2 separate regions of the Arachis hypogaea genome follow, and region 2 is linked to region 1. The links are chromatin contacts, called in public Hi-C maps. All regions are on one chromosome and are shown on one strand. The core of a region is the stretch at or near the end of the contact, and the rest is flanking DNA. Distances in the headings are between cores, read along the strand shown.

Region 1 (2,763 bases), core at 67-2,566:
GATGCTAATTGAGCATCAGATGTTGACGATCATAGGTCAACTTTAGGAGCTTGTCTTTCTTGGACCAATTTCTCATCTCTTTGTGGACCAAGAAACAACTCCATGTGGCAAGTTCTAGTAGCATAGAGGCTGAATTCAGAAGCCTAATTGATCTAACAGCTGATATTATGTAGGGGCAATCACTGCAGGAAGAGCCAAAAGTTCCTACAATCAGGCTGGTTGTGTACCATGAATCTATTATAACCTCAGGTCCTCAGCACTGTCATGTTTCACAAACAGGTTTTACACTCCACGACAAAACACATGGAGGTAATCTTGTTCTTTGTTTGAGAGAAAGTGATGCAGGTTAAGCTTCTAAATGCTCACGTTCCCTCAAAAGAACGGTCAGCAGACTTAGTCGCCAAAGCAGTCTCCAAATGTAAGCTTTTCAGCATATAACAAAATTTACTGCACTACCCATAAATGCTTACCTATAACAAAATTTCAACATGCAACTATATTCTAACAAGGTAACCACTTAGTATAATTTGCACATCTAATGTGCACAAGCAACATAACCTGACTCAATGAGGAGCAGACCGCTAACCTTTTGAATCATCCGAAACAAATCATGCACAGCTTGAGGAATCACTCCTGGCTCTGTTTTTGAGCCCCGCATCGTATGAGTCTTCCCGCTATTTGTTTGCCCATAAGCAAAAATGGTGCCTTCACATCACAAACCACAAGTTAAAAAATCGCAAACTAACAAAGAAAATGTGAAAACTAAAGACTAAAAAGCTAAAATGCAAAACAATTAGAGTAGAGGAAACCCTAAACCATTGAATCCGCGAACTGCAGCAGCGACGATTTCTTTAATACGAGTTTCATATACTTCCACGGTCTTGCAGTGTTCACTAAAGATTTTATCTGTGGAGCAGAAAAATATTCAAAAAGTTAGAAATAGAGAAGTAAAGAAAAGAAAAGAAAGTGAAAATGGAATGAAGAGAGGAGGGAGCACCAAATTCAAACTTGGAGGAGTGATTGGAAATGAAAATTGAATTGCCAGAGATTCTCCAAGGGCTAGTCTTGGCATCCTCAAGGGAGAGGGGTCTTGCACGGACACTCACATGAATCCTCTCCATTCTCAAGTGTTTCTTCCCTCTCCGATGCAGGCAAAGGAATCAGCAACGGAGCTCTCAAGTGTGCTGCAAATTCAAAAAGAGAGAAAGAGAGAGGCACGCGCCAAGAGGAAGAAAGATGAGGATGTAAGGAAGAGAGAACGGGCGGGTTTATTCCTTACTGAAGAATCCTAGCCCTCGCCTTTCAATTTTAAAGTTTGGGTAAATTTCTAAAATTGTCTCTAATTCTTCGCAAATAAAATATTTTTTATTAATATTCTGTTTTTTTTGTATGATGACAAAAATATTCTTAAAATGATAGATATTAAAATCGAATTGGTTAGTCAATAATTTAATTAGTGAATTATTAGTTGAATTGATGGACTCAGTTATAAATAAAAAAAATACGAAATTATAAAAAAATAAAAAAAATTAAAATTTATATCTTCGCAAATACATTAATAACAATTAACATCAATTTTAGACTTAATTAATAATATAAAAATAAAAATAGACAATAAATTAGTCACTATTTTAATATAAAATATTTTCTCAACTTAAATAATAATCAAAAATAGCATAATTACAACGAAAGCAAAATCGCAATTTAATTAGCTTATCTAAAATTCAAATGCCAAATCAACTTTATAATTACACTTGTTTTGAGGGTTACCAGAAATTGGATTGTGTTTGGGCTTGAATGTGAGGTCCAAGCTCTTAGTGAGGTGGTTTCCGACTTAGCCCGTGTCAAGTAGTCGTCGTCCGAGTTTTTTGTAAGGAGATGAGGGGTGGTACCTACAAAACACTCTGATGCCTAAGTCAACAAGAGTATAAGCAGGTTTATAGTGTATTGGATCGTAAGTATACCTGAGAGTGTTAGTGTATTTATAGGTGATGAGCCAATAATCACCGTTGAAGTAGTTCACTATTGATGGTGGATAACCGTTCCTTTATCTAGGAGTTGTTGAGATCTCTCTTCTAAAAGTGGATGTGAGATATTAGGGGTTATTTATAACTCCTTTAGGGGAGAGTTATTACTTTGTAGAGTTTATGGTAACTGTCTTTTGAGCTTTCTCTGCTTTTGGACCAGGTATGAACAGTGCCCCTACTTGAGTCCGATCTTTTCTTAAGTCAGATTCAGGTATGCATGAAGTCGGACAAGTGCCGAGAGGTAGAGCTATCACATCGGGTTTTTCATATCTCCATTTTCAAGTCGGAAATCCGATGTCATTTTAGAATGCCAACCGGTGGGATGTAGTTACATTTGTAACCGTGTACGTTCTTTAAATGAGGGAAGGGGTTTTGACAATTTCGCCCCTTGGGTCTTATAAATATCCCTTCCTCGTTTTCTCTCTTCTATTTCGTTTCTTCTTCCTCTGTGAATTTTGCGCTCTTCTTTCTTCCTTAAGCTTTTTCATTTTCTTTCATCTTCTTGTATTGGAGCTTCATTCCTTTTTCCAAAGAACTCTAAAGAACGAAGAATCATCTGTTGCTCTGCCGCACCTGTATCAGCTTTTGGTTTCTTTGAAGAAAATAGAGGTTAGTTTTTTCGTTCTATGTAGTGTTTCCTTATTTATTAGAAAACCTTTGAATGTAAAATCTTTGCTTGTTGGTAGTTTCATGGAAGTTAATTTTGTTGCACTTCTTTGTTAGTTGGTTTATTTCT
Region 2 (2,763 bases), core at 121-2,620, 140 kb after region 1:
TTCTGAGTTTTACTGGCTAGAACCTGGGAAGGAGCTTCATGATGGATTGAGGCTGCTAAGGGTTGATATGGATGTAGTTAGGATGTATGAGGCAGCCATGAAGAATGGAAATAGAATTCATTTGTATACAGAGCATCCCGTGGATCAGCCTGTTGTAGTTCAGGTTAAGGAATTGACTCCATCAAAGGGGAGAAGAAAGGTCTGTGTTAAAAGGGTACCAACTCCAAAGAAGACTCCAAGAAAAAGATTAGCAGTAGTGGAAGATGATGACGATGATAAGATAGTTGGTAATGTCCAAGTTGAAAAGTAGGCCCAAAAAAGTGCTGGCCCATAGCCCATGATACAGGCCCATCAAGAGAACAACCCAGCTCCTGTAGCAACACAGGAACCAAATAACATTTTCCAACCTCCTCCAACACCTGTCCAGCCGGATGAACCACCATCAACTCATTCCCAACCTTCACAGCCACCACTTGAGGTAGAGCAGCAACCACATGTCCCTCCCCATGATGTCAATGTATCTAAAGCTTCACAACAACCTTGGCAGTCTGATGATACAGACCAATTCATTCCCTATCAGGCCAATGTCTTTGACTATATTGCACCAGAGTAGCTCACCCAATACATCCCACATCCTTACAGAAATCCACTTTCAAAAGAAATCCCTGAGTCAGCTCCACCTTCTGACTCCAACAGGACTCCTCAGAATAATGAAACCAATCCTTCAGATGAGGCTGAGGGTCAGACAAAAAAGAACAGGAGAAGATCAACAAAAAGGCCCCCTCCTACAAGACAATCATTCATCCCTAATCCTGATCCAGACAAGCCTCCAACCTTCTATGTCCCAGTTGATCAGGAAGATTTTTCAGATGACAACGCTGGGTATCGTTGCTATGAATCAGAGGACTTGCATAGCATACCTAGTGATGAAGATTCTGATGAGACCACAGCCTTTTCTCAGAGTAATGCCGATGCCCCTATTAGCCAGGTGAGGTTGGAAGTGGGAATGAAATTTGAGACTCTAACTCAATTTAGGAAAGCAGTCCGGAAATTTAATATAAACATCGGAAGAAGCATTTTCTTTGCACGCTGTGACTCTACAAGGTCAAAGACTATATGCTATGATGAAGATTATCCTTGGCAGATATACTGTGCCAAGAGGACATTTCCAGCAAGTTATCAGGTTAAGACCTTTGTCAACGAACACACTTGCAGTAGGGACAATCACTGCAAGTCAGCAAATGGTAAATGGGTGATTGATGAGCTAGAAGAAAGAATAAGACTTCAGCCAAACTTGAGTGTGAGAGAGGCTGACCAGTTCTTCAGAGCTGAGTATGATATACTTATCAGAGAGAAAGATTTATAAATCTATGAAGAAGGCAAAGGAGAGGATTGAGGGATCTAAGATTGCACAGTATGCAATTCTTCGCGACTATGCTAATGAGATTCTAAAGACTAACCCTGGGTCTACAGTTAGGATACACACAAATCCAATGCCTGATTCAAATCCCATTTTTCTGAGGATCTATGTATGTTTTGAGGCTTGCAAGAAGGGATTTGTAGGTGGTTGTAGACCATTCATAGGGTTGGATAGAACATTTCTTAGAGGGTATTATGGGGGTCAGCTATTAACAGCTATAGGGCAGGATGAAAATAACCACATTTACCCCATTGCATATGCAATTGTTGAATCAGAAAACAAGGACAGCTGGAAGTGGTTTTTAGATATCCTTCAGGATGATGTGGGAGATTTTCAGGCCAACGGGTTTAACTTCATGTCGGACATGCAGAAGGTATGTATGTTTTAATTCTTTTATGTGTTTTAATTCTGCTATGTATAGTTTTTTATGCTTCATTAGTGAACTAGGTTTAGATGCTTAGTGTAGAAGACTGATTAGTGTGGTTTAGGGTCTGGAAGTATGAATATTGAACGCTGTTCATATTAATGGTTATCTGCAGGGGTTAATTCCTGCAGTCCAAGAAATATACCCAAACGCCAACCACAGGTTCTGTGCCATGCATATATGGCAAAACTTTCGCAAGAAATGGGGTGACTTGCAGCTGAAGAAGTGTATGTGGTCATGTGATAAGGCCTCTACGACACAGGACTTCAATGCTGCAATGGATAAGCTGAAAAAGATCAACGTAGGGGCTTGGGAATACTTGGACAAGATTAGTCCGAAACAGTGGAGTAGAGCACATTTTAGTGAGTATTCTAAGATGGACAACTACACCAATAATTACTGGGAGGTGTTTAATGCCAAGGTTAAAAAGATGAGGGGGAAACCTATCATAACCATGTTGGAAGAAGTGAGGTGCTACGTCATGCGAATCATGGCAAGAAACAAAAAGGCCTTGATTTGATACAGTGGGAGGTTAGCCCCAACCCAACAGAGTAGATTAGAAAGAGAGAAGAGAGAGAGAGCAACAAATGGAGACCCCTTCCAACCGGAGATGACGCGGGAAATGTGTATGAAGTCCAATGTCTTCCCATAAAGGTCAGTGTGGACTTGGGCAAAGGTACATGTAGTTGTAGACTCTGGCAATTGACTGGGCTACCTTGTGGACATGCATGTGCTGCTTTAGCTTACCAGAATAGAAGACCTAAAGAGTATGCACATAACTGGCTAACTATGGGTGCTTATAATGCTGCATATCAGACTTCAATGCGCCCAGTTCCGAGCCAAGAGTTCTGGGAGCATGTTGACATCCTACCAATTCTTCCACCCAGGTACAAAAAGCCAATCGGAAGACCTTCAATGA

What was found. A called contact is a pair of places that touch in the nucleus more often than the background predicts.
Region 2: a contact with region 1 is called in a Hi-C map of an unstated tissue, with 6 times the contacts expected there. The contact joins the promoter of LOC140177028 here to the promoter of LOC112745154 in region 1. A contact is called at or near these places in 2 of 8 Hi-C or Micro-C datasets (leaf and an unstated tissue).

What each region holds. Positions count from the first base shown.
Region 1 is chr2:60,349,240-60,352,002 of arahy.Tifrunner.gnm2.J5K5, forward strand. It overlaps LOC112745154 (kinesin-like protein KIN-7O), which reads right to left and starts at 1,317. Exons shown (of 33, transcript XM_025794850.3): 1 at 998-1,317; 2 at 817-906; 3 at 587-705. The coding sequence starts at 1,121.
Region 2 is chr2:60,487,929-60,490,691 of arahy.Tifrunner.gnm2.J5K5, forward strand. LOC140177028 reads left to right here and starts at 1,371. Exons shown (of 2, transcript XM_072209230.1): 1 at 1,371-1,793; 2 at 1,960-2,364. The coding sequence starts at 1,371. The coding sequence ends at 2,364.